Regions from separate parts of the Mus musculus genome. Here all the other regions are linked to region 4. A link is a contact called in public Hi-C, HiChIP or PLAC-seq and promoter capture Hi-C data. All regions are on one chromosome and are shown on one strand. Each heading gives the region's core, a stretch centred on a gene start, on an enhancer-like site or on the middle of the called end of the contact. The rest is flanking DNA. Distances are from core to core; before and after follow the strand shown. Region 1 holds the start of Ppp1r26 (protein phosphatase 1, regulatory subunit 26). Region 2 overlaps Gm13373 (a long non-coding RNA gene). Region 3 overlaps Gm13373 (a long non-coding RNA gene). Region 4 holds the start of Olfm1 (olfactomedin 1).

The links. Hi-C and Micro-C count contacts between places; a contact is called where the count stands out from the background. HiChIP or PLAC-seq counts read pairs in DNA pulled down with a chosen protein or histone mark. Capture Hi-C pulls out chosen DNA fragments and counts their contacts.
Region 1: a promoter capture Hi-C map of adipose tissue shows a contact between it and region 4. The contact joins the promoter of Ppp1r26 here to the promoter of Olfm1 in region 4. A contact is called at or near these places in 20 of 39 promoter capture datasets (the 3T3-L1 cell line, 3T3-L1-derived adipocytes, the C10 cell line and 13 more), 1 of 15 datasets of contacts at CTCF or cohesin (CD8 T cells), 3 of 484 Hi-C or Micro-C datasets (bone marrow-derived macrophages and embryonic stem cells), 21 of 115 datasets of contacts at active chromatin or transcription factors (bone marrow-derived macrophages, craniofacial prominence, embryonic basal ganglia and 11 more) and 5 of 9 other capture datasets (adipose tissue, embryonic stem cells, liver and 2 more).
Region 2: a Hi-C map of bone marrow-derived macrophages shows a contact between it and region 4, with 28 read pairs. The contact joins the enhancer-like site here to the promoter of Olfm1 in region 4. A contact is called at or near these places in 15 of 39 promoter capture datasets (the 3T3-L1 cell line, the C10 cell line, the HPC-7 cell line and 12 more), 3 of 484 Hi-C or Micro-C datasets (bone marrow-derived macrophages and embryonic retina), 7 of 115 datasets of contacts at active chromatin or transcription factors (the 230-238 cell line, VIP interneurons, embryonic basal ganglia and 4 more) and 5 of 9 other capture datasets (adipose tissue, embryonic stem cells, liver and 2 more).
Region 3: a contact with region 4 is called in an H3K27ac HiChIP or PLAC-seq map of VIP interneurons, with 7 times the contacts expected there. The contact joins the enhancer-like site here to the promoter of Olfm1 in region 4. A contact is called at or near these places in 24 of 39 promoter capture datasets (the 3T3-L1 cell line, 3T3-L1-derived adipocytes, the C10 cell line and 14 more), 8 of 484 Hi-C or Micro-C datasets (B cells, the CH12 cell line, Th2 cells and 5 more), 21 of 115 datasets of contacts at active chromatin or transcription factors (the 230-238 cell line, VIP interneurons, bone marrow-derived macrophages and 15 more) and 5 of 9 other capture datasets (adipose tissue, embryonic stem cells, liver and 2 more).

The regions. Positions count from the first base shown.
Region 1 is chr2:28,445,472-28,448,197 of GRCm38.p6, reverse strand. Ppp1r26 (protein phosphatase 1, regulatory subunit 26) reads right to left here and starts at 1,352. Exons shown (of 4, transcript NM_001005420.2): 1 at 1,302-1,352; 2 at 216-313.
Region 2 is chr2:28,342,435-28,345,134 of GRCm38.p6, reverse strand. The region is part of intron 2 of Gm13373 (a long non-coding RNA gene); the gene reads left to right. Among named protein-coding and RNA genes, the nearest start is that of Gm13373, 61 kb to the left of the region's middle. Within about 2 kb of position 1,449, at least 1 of the 459 cell types and tissues checked has an H3K27ac peak or open chromatin away from gene starts, as enhancers often do. A contact at or near this core is called in bone marrow-derived macrophages, where this site is marked.
Region 3 is chr2:28,396,633-28,399,332 of GRCm38.p6, reverse strand. All of the region lies in intron 1 of Gm13373 (a long non-coding RNA gene), which reads left to right. Among named protein-coding and RNA genes, the nearest start is that of Gm13373, 6.7 kb to the left of the region's middle. Within about 2 kb of position 1,377, at least 26 of the 459 cell types and tissues checked have an H3K27ac peak or open chromatin away from gene starts, as enhancers often do. A contact at or near this core is called in the CH12 cell line, VIP interneurons, bone marrow-derived macrophages and 2 more, where this site is marked.
Region 4 is chr2:28,204,391-28,207,090 of GRCm38.p6, reverse strand. Olfm1 (olfactomedin 1) reads right to left here and starts at 1,402. Exons shown (of 6, transcript NM_019498.2): 1 at 992-1,402. The coding sequence starts at 1,141.

The sequences.
Region 1 (2,726 bases), core at 103-2,602, 240 kb before region 4:
AGAGGATCAGGAGTTCAAGGCTAGTACTGGTTCCTTATCTAGTTCAAAGACAGTATCTGGGCTACTTGATGCTGTCTCAACCCACCAAAGTAAACACAACAAAAAGTGCTTTCCCCGTTGGGGCAGGGCAGGGTGGGATGGGGTGAGTAACATTAATATCTTAACATGACAGCAGGTGCAGAGCCGAGGGAATAAATCAGTTTATTTCCACTCACCTGCTCACAGCTTATAACGATGGACCCAGAACTGAGCTCCTCTGACAGTCTTAATGGTTGTTGGTCCAGCTACCTGGTCAATCTTGGGAGCTGTCACTCTGGAGAACCATGAACTTCACAGTTAGAAATGTGAGCTGAAGCCAGAATTGGGGCTTTAAACTGGAGGCTCTGGGAATCAGGTTTCCAGGGTGGTTGTGGGTACAATCATCACCCCTCTCTGCCCCCCCCCCCCCAGCATGGACTCTGCACTTAACTTATGATGTAGAGGGCCCTGTACTCCAACTTAAAGTGGGTGTGGGTAAGATTTGGTCCTTAGGAGCCAGAGGTGCTGACAAGATTCGGCCCCCAGAAAAATTGTTGTGACTGCCAATCCCTGTGCACAGTGCTGGAAGCAAGGGGAGACAGATCCCCCTGCTGCCTGAGTACTGACTGCTCTTCTCACTGTCTGAGAGGGAGCCGCAGTCTGGTCTTCAGCAGGTTAATGCCAACCCTTCTCCAGTCAGTGGCAGGGCCTCCGGCTGGTCTGTGCCCCCATCCATCCATCCCCCCCGAGTAATTTTCTGGGATCCCAGGCTTAGGGAATCCGGGAGTCTCGAAGCTGTTCGTGGCAGGTCGAGAAGGCAGCCTTGAAGGCCAGGCCGGCCTCAGTGACCGGGAGCCCGCCCCTCACCTGAGCCACACCTGGGCCCGCCCGGCGCCCGCTGGCTCTCGAGGAACGCAGGGCGCAACAAGCGCCAGGCATCCGCGAGAGGCGCCTCCCGGGGGCCGGGACCCTCTCCCGTGATAACACCAGCCTCAGCCACCAACCCGATCCGGACCCTGCACGCCGCGGCCTGCACCACGAAGCCAGCCCAGCTGCCCGCCCTGCGCCCCGCGTCCCGGGAGGCGCCGGGCCCGGAGAGCGGGGAAGCACGGACACTCCCGCCCCGCCCTCCCTCGGTCGGGCGCCCGCAGCCACCGCGGAGTCCCGCGGGGACTCAGGGGCCCGGCGCGCCGTGGGAGCGCGGGAAAGGAGGGCGGGGCCGGCGCGGCGAGGGGCGGGGCGACCCCCACCCCCCACCCCGGGCCGTCTCTCCCGCCACCTACCCGCGGCGGCGGCGACCGCGCTCCGGAAGCCGTGCCCGGTGGCTGGGCATCATGGGAATGGCACGGCCGAGTTCCGGGGGAGGCGCGCGGCCCGGCCGGACCCCCGCCCGCGAGAGCGCGCCCACCTGCACTGCGAGCGCCCGCGCTCGGACACGCACGGCGCGCGGGAGGAGCGCATGGGGCAGCTTGGAAACGGCCGCGGCGCCCGCGGGACTCGGAGCCTGCGCGGGGACCCTCCTTGTCCTCCCACCCGGGGCCTGGCGCAGCTCCGGGCGCCGAGAGCGTGCGCAGCCCAGGGGTTCAGGAGGTCGCGCGCGTCGGCAAGTTGGCCACGGCGAGAGGCGTGGCCGTGAAGAGAAGGAGGGCGGCCGGACCCTCGCACATACCTTCTTTTTGGTCCAGATCCAGTGGCCCCCGCGTGCCTGGCATCTGCTCACAGTTGCCCTTCCTATCCTCAAACACAGCAAAGGTGTGCTTCCTTGCCTGCAGTTTGCACCCAGCTCAAGATTGTGCTTAGTTTGCCTGCTCTGGACACCGCGGGGCCTTCTGGGCTACCCAAGTCCCTTTACATTGTAGAACGCTTCTATATGTCTATGCACAATGCCCCCTCTCCCCACTTTAGCCAGATCTTAGAGTGTGCTTAAAGATAGGAACCCTGAGGCTGAGGAGAACTAAGCAACAGGAGTCATGCAGGGTGACCTTGCTCCACATTCACACCAGTGGTCTTAGGAACAGGTGGGATAGGACTAGCTTCCGCCAACGCGGTCAGGATTATACAGTGGAATTTCTTGGCTCTGTGGCACACTGTATGTGATGTCGGAAATCTCCCTAGTTTTCTTTTACTTTTTAGACATGTCTGGAGATTCTGTATTGATCATGTCAGGGAACAAGCCAGGCTCACCCCCGGCCCTAGGCACTCACCCTGTCTGATAAGGCAGAGGAAATGATTAGAGAGTGCCAGGGATCTGACAGGAGAAACCCCTAGAGACTTGTTATATAAATGAGCCTGACCTCAAACTTACACAGATCCACTCGCCTCTGTCTTCAGAGTGTTGGGATTAAAGGCAAGTGCCATCACACCTGGCCTGAGTTTTTGTCACTATGAAGTAATATTATGAACATTTAGAGAGAATTACACAACCAATAATACCATCACCAAGATGTAGCTGTAGGCCTATTTTGGAATGCTTTTAGTGTTGTGAGAAACACCTTTGGGTGTCCCTGAAGCCACTCTGTGTATGTCTCCTGGTCTAATGCCTAGAAGACAGTAGTCTGCTTGGGAGAGATGCGAGGTGCTGACACTTGGCAGGTGCCCTTCAGAGATGAGGACTGTTTGGTTATTTTCTACTGCTGTGAAGAGACACCATGACCAAGGCAACTTATAGAAGAAAGAGTTTATTAAGCTTACGGTTTCAAAGGGTGAGT
Region 2 (2,700 bases), core at 200-2,699, 140 kb before region 4:
CTACTTGTCTCTATTACTTTTAATTTGTCATATATCTCCTTATTCATAACTAGTATTTCCATAATGTGGCACTTAAGTTTCTCACTGTGAACTGGGGCTGTCTGTGTTCTCTTCCTCAGTCTTTATAATTTATTTTCATGGTTTTGTATTAGCCTGCTTCTCTCTTGCATATTTTTAGATAAGTTCACACGTTTTCAGCTTTTCCAAAACAATTATTTAACACCTTAAATTTCCTTGTATACATATTGTTTTAGCGTTATTTCTCAAGTTTTGACACATAGTATTCTTTTAAAAGTAACTTTTATTCATTTATTTTTTTATGTGTATGTGTGCATGTCTTCATCTGTGTGTGTATCCTGTGTGTGCAGTGCCTGTGGAGTCCAGAAGGAATTATCAGATCCTCTGGGGCTTGCCTTACAGACTGTTGTGAGCCACTATGTGATGGTGGGACTTGAACCTGTGACCTCAGGAAGAGCACTCAGTGCTCATAAGCACTGTCTCTCTAGCCCCAGTGTACAGTGTGCAGTATTCTTTACTACATTCCAGGATAAGTACATTGAATTTCTGCTGCGAGGCTTGAACCCTGCGTTGGGGTTGTTCTTCTTGCTCTCCCAGCACAGTCTTCCTAGTTTTCCCTCTGTGCTTACAGGACCTGGCCTGGAAATTGCCAAGGCTCTCGACTTCCGGAGACATGTTTTAGTGCAGCATGGAATCCATTTTGAAAACATTGTCTTTTGCACTATAAAGAGTGCGCACTTGTTAGCTGTGCTATTCAATTTTCCATGTCCCTGCTGACTTAGTAATGTCCCCAATCTGTCATGGCAGTGAAGCCGTTTTGCCGGAGTGTGATATGACCACGACTGTCTTGAAGTTGAGTAGCTGTGCTGACTTACAGAAGACCTTGACCATAGCCAGGACAGTGAAACAGGCAGAATGATAGGCTGACAGCCAGGTCTGAGGTTATGGTGACGAGGCGTCCCTGTGGAAGGAGCAGGGGCCATTAGGGAACATTTGCTAAGAATCTACCATACTCCCTGCTGCTTCAGTTGCCCAGGTCTTGGGGTGCTATTTACAGTGAGTGGTGATGGGCTGGGGGTGCACAGGGACAGCCTTTCCTGAGTAGCCTACGCTGGGAGCAAGACTTGCTGGTGATGCTCCTGCCTCTGAGTGACTTATGTGCCTGTGGATAATTTGAATAGCGCCATTACTTTACCTAGTTGGGTTTGGATAGGGCTCATTCTTTGGACTGTTAGTGCCCTCCCTCTAGGATGAGTAGAGACTAAGTATACCAGGAAAACATTCTGCTACAGTCAAGTCCAAGAGGCATGTCTTCTCTGAGCCACAGGACTCCCCTTTTAACCTTTAAAAGCCTGTCAGTTCCCACTCTGTAGCCACTGTAGTGGCTTAAATGGGAACTACCCCTCACAGGCTTATGGATTTAAACAGTTGCTCCCTGGTGCTGCTGCTGTTTGATGAGGTCATGGGGGAAGTTTAGCCTTACTGGAGGAATTACATCCCTGGAGATTTCATAGCCTCACTTCTCTCTCTCTCTCTCTCTCTCTCTCTCTCTCTCTCTCTCTCTCTCTCACTCACTTTCCTTCTCCCTCTCCTTCCCTCCCTCTCCCCCTTCCTGCCTCCCTCTCCCCTCTCCCTCTCCCCTTTCTCCCCCCTCTCCCCCTCCCTCTCCCTTTCTTCCTCCCCCTCTCCCTTCCCCTCTCTATCTCCCCCTCCCCCTCCCCCCTCTTCCTATCCTTCTCCCTTCCCCCTTCCTTTTGAGGAACTGCCAGACTGATTTCCAGAGTGGCTGTACAAGCTTGCAATCCCACCAACAATGGAGGAGTGTTCCTCTTTCTCCACATCCTTGCCAGCATCTGCTGTCACCTGAATTTTTGATCTTAGCCATTCTGACTGGTGTGAGGTGGAATCTCGGGGTTGTTTTGATTTGCATTTCCCTGATGATTAAGGAGCTGAACATTTTTTCAGGTGCTTCTCAGCCATTCGGTATTCCTCAGGTGAGAAGTCTTTGTTTAGCTCTGAGCCCATTTTTAATGGGGGTATTTGATTTTCTGGAGTCCACCTTCTTGAGTTCTTTATATATATTGGATATTAGTCCCCTATCTGATTTAGGATAGGTAAAGATCTTTTCCCAATCGGTTGGTGGCCTTTTTGTCTTATTGGCGGTGTCTTTTGCCTTACAGAAGCTTTGCAATTTTATGAGATCCCATTTGTCGATTCTCGATCCTATAGCACAAGCCATTGCTGTTCTATTCAGGAATTTCCCCCCTTTGCCCATATCTTCGAGGCTTTTCCCCACTTTCTCCTCTATAAGTTTCACTGTCTCTGGTTTTATTTGGAGTTCCTTGATCCACTTAGATTTGACCTTAGTACAAGGAGATAGGAATGGATCAATTTGCATTCTTCTACATGATAACCGCCAGTTGTGCCAGCACCATTTGTTGAAAATACTGTCTTTTTTCCACTGGATGGTTTTAGCTCCCTTGTCAAAGATCAAGTGACCATAGGTGTGTGGGTTCATTTCTGGGTCTTCAATTCTATTCTTTTGGTCTACTTGTCTGTCGCTATACCAGTACCATGCAGTTTTTATCACAATTGCTCTGTAGTAGCTTTAGGTCAGGCATGGTGATTCCACTATAGGTTCTTTTATCATTGAGAAGATTTTTGCTATCCTAGGGTTTTTTT
Region 3 (2,700 bases), core at 128-2,627, 190 kb before region 4:
GGTAGGCTTTGAGACCCTCCTCCTAGCTGCCTGGAAGACAGTTTTTTCCTGCCTGTCTTTGGATCAAGATGTAGAACTCTTGGTTTCTTCTCCAGCACCATGTCTGCCTGGATGCTGCCATGCTTCCTGCCATGATGATAATGGGCTGAACCTCTGAACTGTAAGCCAGCCCTAATTAAACGTTGTCCCTTATAAGGACATGGTTTCTCTCCTCAGAAATGGAAACCCTAACTAAAACAGACACCTTGTCTCAAAAACAAAACAAAACAAAACCAAAACCAAAAACAAACAAAAAAAAAAAAACCCAACCAATCAACCTCAACCAAAATCACAATCACTACCACAGCAACAAAATCCTCAGCCCAACCAAACCAAACAAAAAAGAAATAGGTACTTGATAAAGGAAACCCACAGATCCAGTTCTGCTCCCCAGAGGCTCCCAGCCCTGCTCAGTCTTGCCTAGGAATTTAGGACTGAGGGCACAGAAAGATCAAGCTTTGGGGGACATGAGCTGCTTCAGAGGACATGGTAATCTCCACTTCCAGGACGCCCACTCTATCTGTCCTACTCTGTCACACCTTACCCACCTGTCCTGTCAAGTCCTACTTGGTCCCACCCTTACCTGTGATGACCTGGATTGTCTCTTTGGATACCCTGGGAGCAGCAGGTACACTTATCAGAGGGAGCAGGAAGGTATATGTGGGGTTCTGTAGAGGTTCACAGAGCTGGTCCCTCACTAGATTCTCCATCACCCTTGACATGACTCTTTCATAGTGGACTCTCTTGGGATGGATTAGACCTTCTAGACCCCAGGGGTCCCAATTTTAATGTGTTCATGAGTGCAGGGTTGCATTTCCCATCCCTCAATGGAAGCAGGAGTGAGCACTGGACAGGGTTCAGGGATGGGATGGGAAGAGTGCGGCAGGGTTCCATGGCAGAGGGCTAGCTAGCATCCACAAGGAGAGGAGAAGCCTTGAGGAATGAGAAGCTCATGGGATGCAGCCCAGTGCATGCCCCACCTGTAGACTGACCTCTCAGGGCATCCCTCACATCTCTCCCTTCCCATTCTCCTTGCATCCAGTGGCATAGGAAGCTTGGGACTAGAGTGGCCTGGGCTCTACAGGCTCAGTATTGACTGCCATAGCCCTCCATGGTCTACCCCCACTGTGACCATCAGGGTCTCAGGTGTATGGCTTTTGGGGACATCTCCAGTAACAGGCTCTTTCTCACAAGAAGCCCCCATGCTCTTGCTGTCCCACTTAGGGGCCTCTAGAAACTCTACAGTTTATAAGGGAGAAGAGTTTGCCCTATTTGCATGTGGAACCTCCAGACAGGGCCATTTGTTAGCTTGGAGCTAGCAAGGAGGAAGTTGGGCCTGGTGGCTATGAGCATAGGAAGGAGTGTTACTATGTGACTCAAAATAAGCCCTCACTCTAAGCTTCAGTTTCCCTTCTGAGGAATGGGGATAACCCTCATAGTGGTGCCCTGGGACCTCTTTGAGTAGGGTACCTTTGGCTGCATGGATGCCCCCACTCTTGGGCTGGGGGCTTCTCTAAAGGACAGACCAGCAATTAGCGTGCCTTGTGAGGATGGTGTGAAATGACAGCTGATGGCCGCTGGCCGTGAGCTGCTTGTGGCTTTTTAAAAGGTCCTGGTGATCTTGTCTGGCTGCTCATTTGCAGTGTCTGTAGAGAAAGCAAATGCCAGCCTCTGCTGGTTTAGGCAGGCTGATCACAAAGCCCTAATTAGCAGTGTCTGAAATAATGAGGTTTTCCTGTGTTCTCATTACATGGAAATTACTTCTGGAAAGCAACTTGGAAGGGCATGGAGGTGTGAGGCAGCCTTTTCTGGAGGGCACTGGTCACTAGACCAATGGCTAAGCGCTTTGCCTTGAAGGCCACCAGGGAGAAGTCCTGGGATGAGGGGCAGTACCCTCTTTTTGACCCTGGGGAAGACCACAGTGGGAGACTGAAGGCTGGATACAGGTAAAGGAGGCTTGAGAAATCCAGGTTTGGGAGCCACCCCCTGACATCTTCTCACCTTGGAGGGTAGTGACAGGCATTCCCAGTCATGAGAGGAAGGAAGTTAGAGGAACAGCAGCCCCTGCTTGCCTGCCTTAAAATGATGCTCTTTGGCAGACAGCAGGATGTCTTTAAATTTTCATGGGCTCCCCTTGGTGGAGGCCTGTTGTCCACAGCCTTAAGCCAGGTCTGTGCTGTGTTCACGAGTGCCACCCCTTGGCAAGCCTGTCTCCTTTAGTCACGAGATGAGTGATGGCTTTATGGCCAGTGGAGCCCTGCTTCTTGCTGGCTGGGATGCTGTCAGAGTGAATTCACTTTCTAATAATGCATTGTTAACATGACTATTAAATGCCTGGGACTCTTTTTTTTGTCTCTAAATGGTGTTTGCCAGTGGCTGTGTGTATATCATCTGAAAGTGAGCTCTTACTGCATCTGTATGTCTCCAGTCACCAAGGCCATGCTAGGTAAGGGCCCGATTAGCTAATGGATTCCAGGGATCCATAGCAGGCATGGTGTCCAGGAGACTTCCAGGGGGTCTGCTGGGCAACGAGATCTCAGGCACCGTGAAGCCCAGTGTGTTTGTGTCCTGTCGCAGAGGCTGCTATCTCCTTGGCCTGGAGCAGTTCTGAGCTGTACACATAGACATACAGACATACACATGGAGCAAGACCCTTCTCAT
Region 4 (2,700 bases), core at 153-2,652:
CACCACTCCCAGTACCAGGGCACTAGGAAAACTCTTTTTAAAACAACAGGAGAGGCAGACCCTACAAGAGTGATAGATGGTGGTGGTGGTGGTGGTGGGTCACACCACCCAGCTCTTGGGATCAAACTGGAGGAGAATGGTCCCTCACCTGTCCTTTCCACTGAGAAGGTTATGCCAGGGTCCCTTTCCAGTGGCCCCTGACTTAAGGGTGGTCTCTGCTCAGCCTGCTCCATCTATCATGGAAGTCAGCCTTATCCAGACCCTCCACCCAACCCCCAGCCATAGCTCCCCATCCGCAGGCTGCCGATGACATGGAGATTCGATTTCCGTGTCAGAGGCCAGTAGAGAGGGGTGGGTGAAGACAGATCGGCAGCTGGGTCCCGCCCAGCTCCTCTCAACCTCCTCCAGAGTGCACGCTGAGATCTTCCAACCGAGATGAGACCGGAAGGGTCCCTTGGGATTTGGGGGGCTCAGGTGAGATCACAAGCTCTGGTCTTTTGCCTTGGGCCCCACTCTGCACTGGTCCAGTCCGTCTTTTACAAAGTAGGGCGAGCTGAGTCCTGGCTGGACCTAGCCCACAAAGGGTTTTAAGCAGCACCTCCACCCCTTACTTGCTGAGTGACCTTGGCTAAGTCCCCAAGTCCCTAGCTTCAGTTTCCTAAGCTTTGCAAAGAAAGATTTTCTAATATTAGTGAACGAGGACTCTGGACTTTGAACCCCTCCCACCATCACCAAAGCAGGTGTCCTCAAGCCCCTCCGGGGGACTGGGAGCAAAAAGCATCGCCCCGAAACGCCAGAGTGCGAGTGGCGGCCGCAGCTGAAGGCACTGCTTGGCTGCAGGGCAGAGGGTGGGCTCGTGACCCCGGCCCTTGTAACCCTCCCTCCCAGGGTGACCCCATCCTGTGCCGCACCGCCGGGCCAGCCCGGGGCTCGACCCGAGAGGAGGCAGGAGGGAGGAGGGGCCGCGAGGGCTCAAGGCGGGCGCACTTACGCCGGTGCTGCGGTCCAGCGTCCCGCCGCTGGCGGCCGAAAGCCGGGTGGTATTGAGGCCCACCAGCGAGGGCAGCGTCTGGGACATCCAGTTGGTGATCATGGCCATGGTGCTTAGCACGACCCCGATCTTCAGCAGCGGCACCGACATCGCGCCTCGAGTGGCCTCCTGCGCCCGCGCCGCGCCGGCGCCGGCTCCCGCGCCCCGGGCAGCCTCAGGCGGCGGGCACCACGGCGGGCAGGGGCGCCCGGCCGCGTCCCCGCGCCCCCTCTGCCCGCCGCCGCCCGCCGGTCTCTGCCTCCCTGTGCGCACTGGCCATCGCCGCGCCGCCCCGGCGCCGGGAGGTGACCAGGCGGCCCTGCCCGGCGCGCGCTGCCTGCCCGCGCTGCCCGCCGCTGCAGCGTCCCCGCGCGCTCCGCTCTCGAGAAGGGCCACCGGGTTCTGAGCGCGGCGCGGGCTGTGCGCGGGGGCCGCGGCCGGGGGGCGGGGACAAGGCCGGGCGGCGGCCGACGCAATCTGCCCAGGAAATGGGTGGATTTTTCCTCCGAGCTCCGGCTCCGCGACGCCCCCTGGCTGCAGGCAGCGAGGTCTGCAAACCGGTCGGCCGAAGAGTTAGGGTCACCCAGGAGGACGGATAAAACGCCGCCACAAATCGTAAAAAAAAAATATAAAACCTCAAGAATCTCGCATGGCACCCATCCACAGAACACCCCCTCGCCCAGCTCTCTCGGTCACCCTCACGGTTTTGTCTCGCCCAGGCCCGGCCTGCTTGTGGTCAAGGGTCTCCTCCCCTGCTGCTGGGCTTGCCTTCCCTGGTGGACTAAGTCCAGTCAGTTTGGGGTGTCTCCTGAGCCCCAGCAGGAAAGAGTAGCTTGGGTGGAGTCTCCAGTGTCAGCGCAGGAGTAAAGAGGTAGCTACAAAGTGAGAGACACTGCTGGGAACCTTGGACAACTACCTCAGAAGGAGGGGACAGTTGGAAGTCCTAGCGGGGGAACACCCTGGGCTTGTGGGAGCAGGTTTAAACAGAGAGGGACTGGAGGGGGGCGGTATGCCTGCTGTGCACAGTAGAGGATGAAGGAGAGAGAGTGTGCCAACCTACCGTCAGGAGCTGCTGGAAGCATAGGGCTCAGGAGGAACTAGAGGGGCCACACCCATGATTGTGGGGTATGGTACATGCACGGGGGGCGGGGAGGGGCGGGGTTAGAGTATCTGGCGTCTATGCTGTAGGCTTAGATGGACAGGGGTCCCTCGCAGGGACCCAGATCAGGGCCAGGCAAGCTTCAGCAGTATCTGTGCCAAGACTTGTAAGTCTCAGCAAAACAGAACAGCCGGCAAACACAACTTCATAGTGCTTTTGACTTTGAAGCAAGCCCTCTAAGCTGAGGAAAGCCAGTTTCTGCAGGCATTCCTCCAAGTTGTTCCAGTCCCGGGCAGGGAAAGCCAGCCTATTCGCAGCCCCCTACCCCTGCGCTCTTTCCCACCTGGTCAATTATAGACCAGGAAGAGATGTCAGAACAAAGGCAGGCCTCCTGGGGTCTGCCAAGAGGGATATGACATCTTCCGGGGGCTTGTCTCTCTGTGTTCAGTCCTCATTTGCAGAGAAAACGTCAACAGCCAAGATGACCCTGGCCCGAGTGCTGGGCGTGAGCCCTGCTGGCTCAAGAAGTCAATTGGAGTTGTTTCTCTGGTTAATGCATGGCATTCATTGG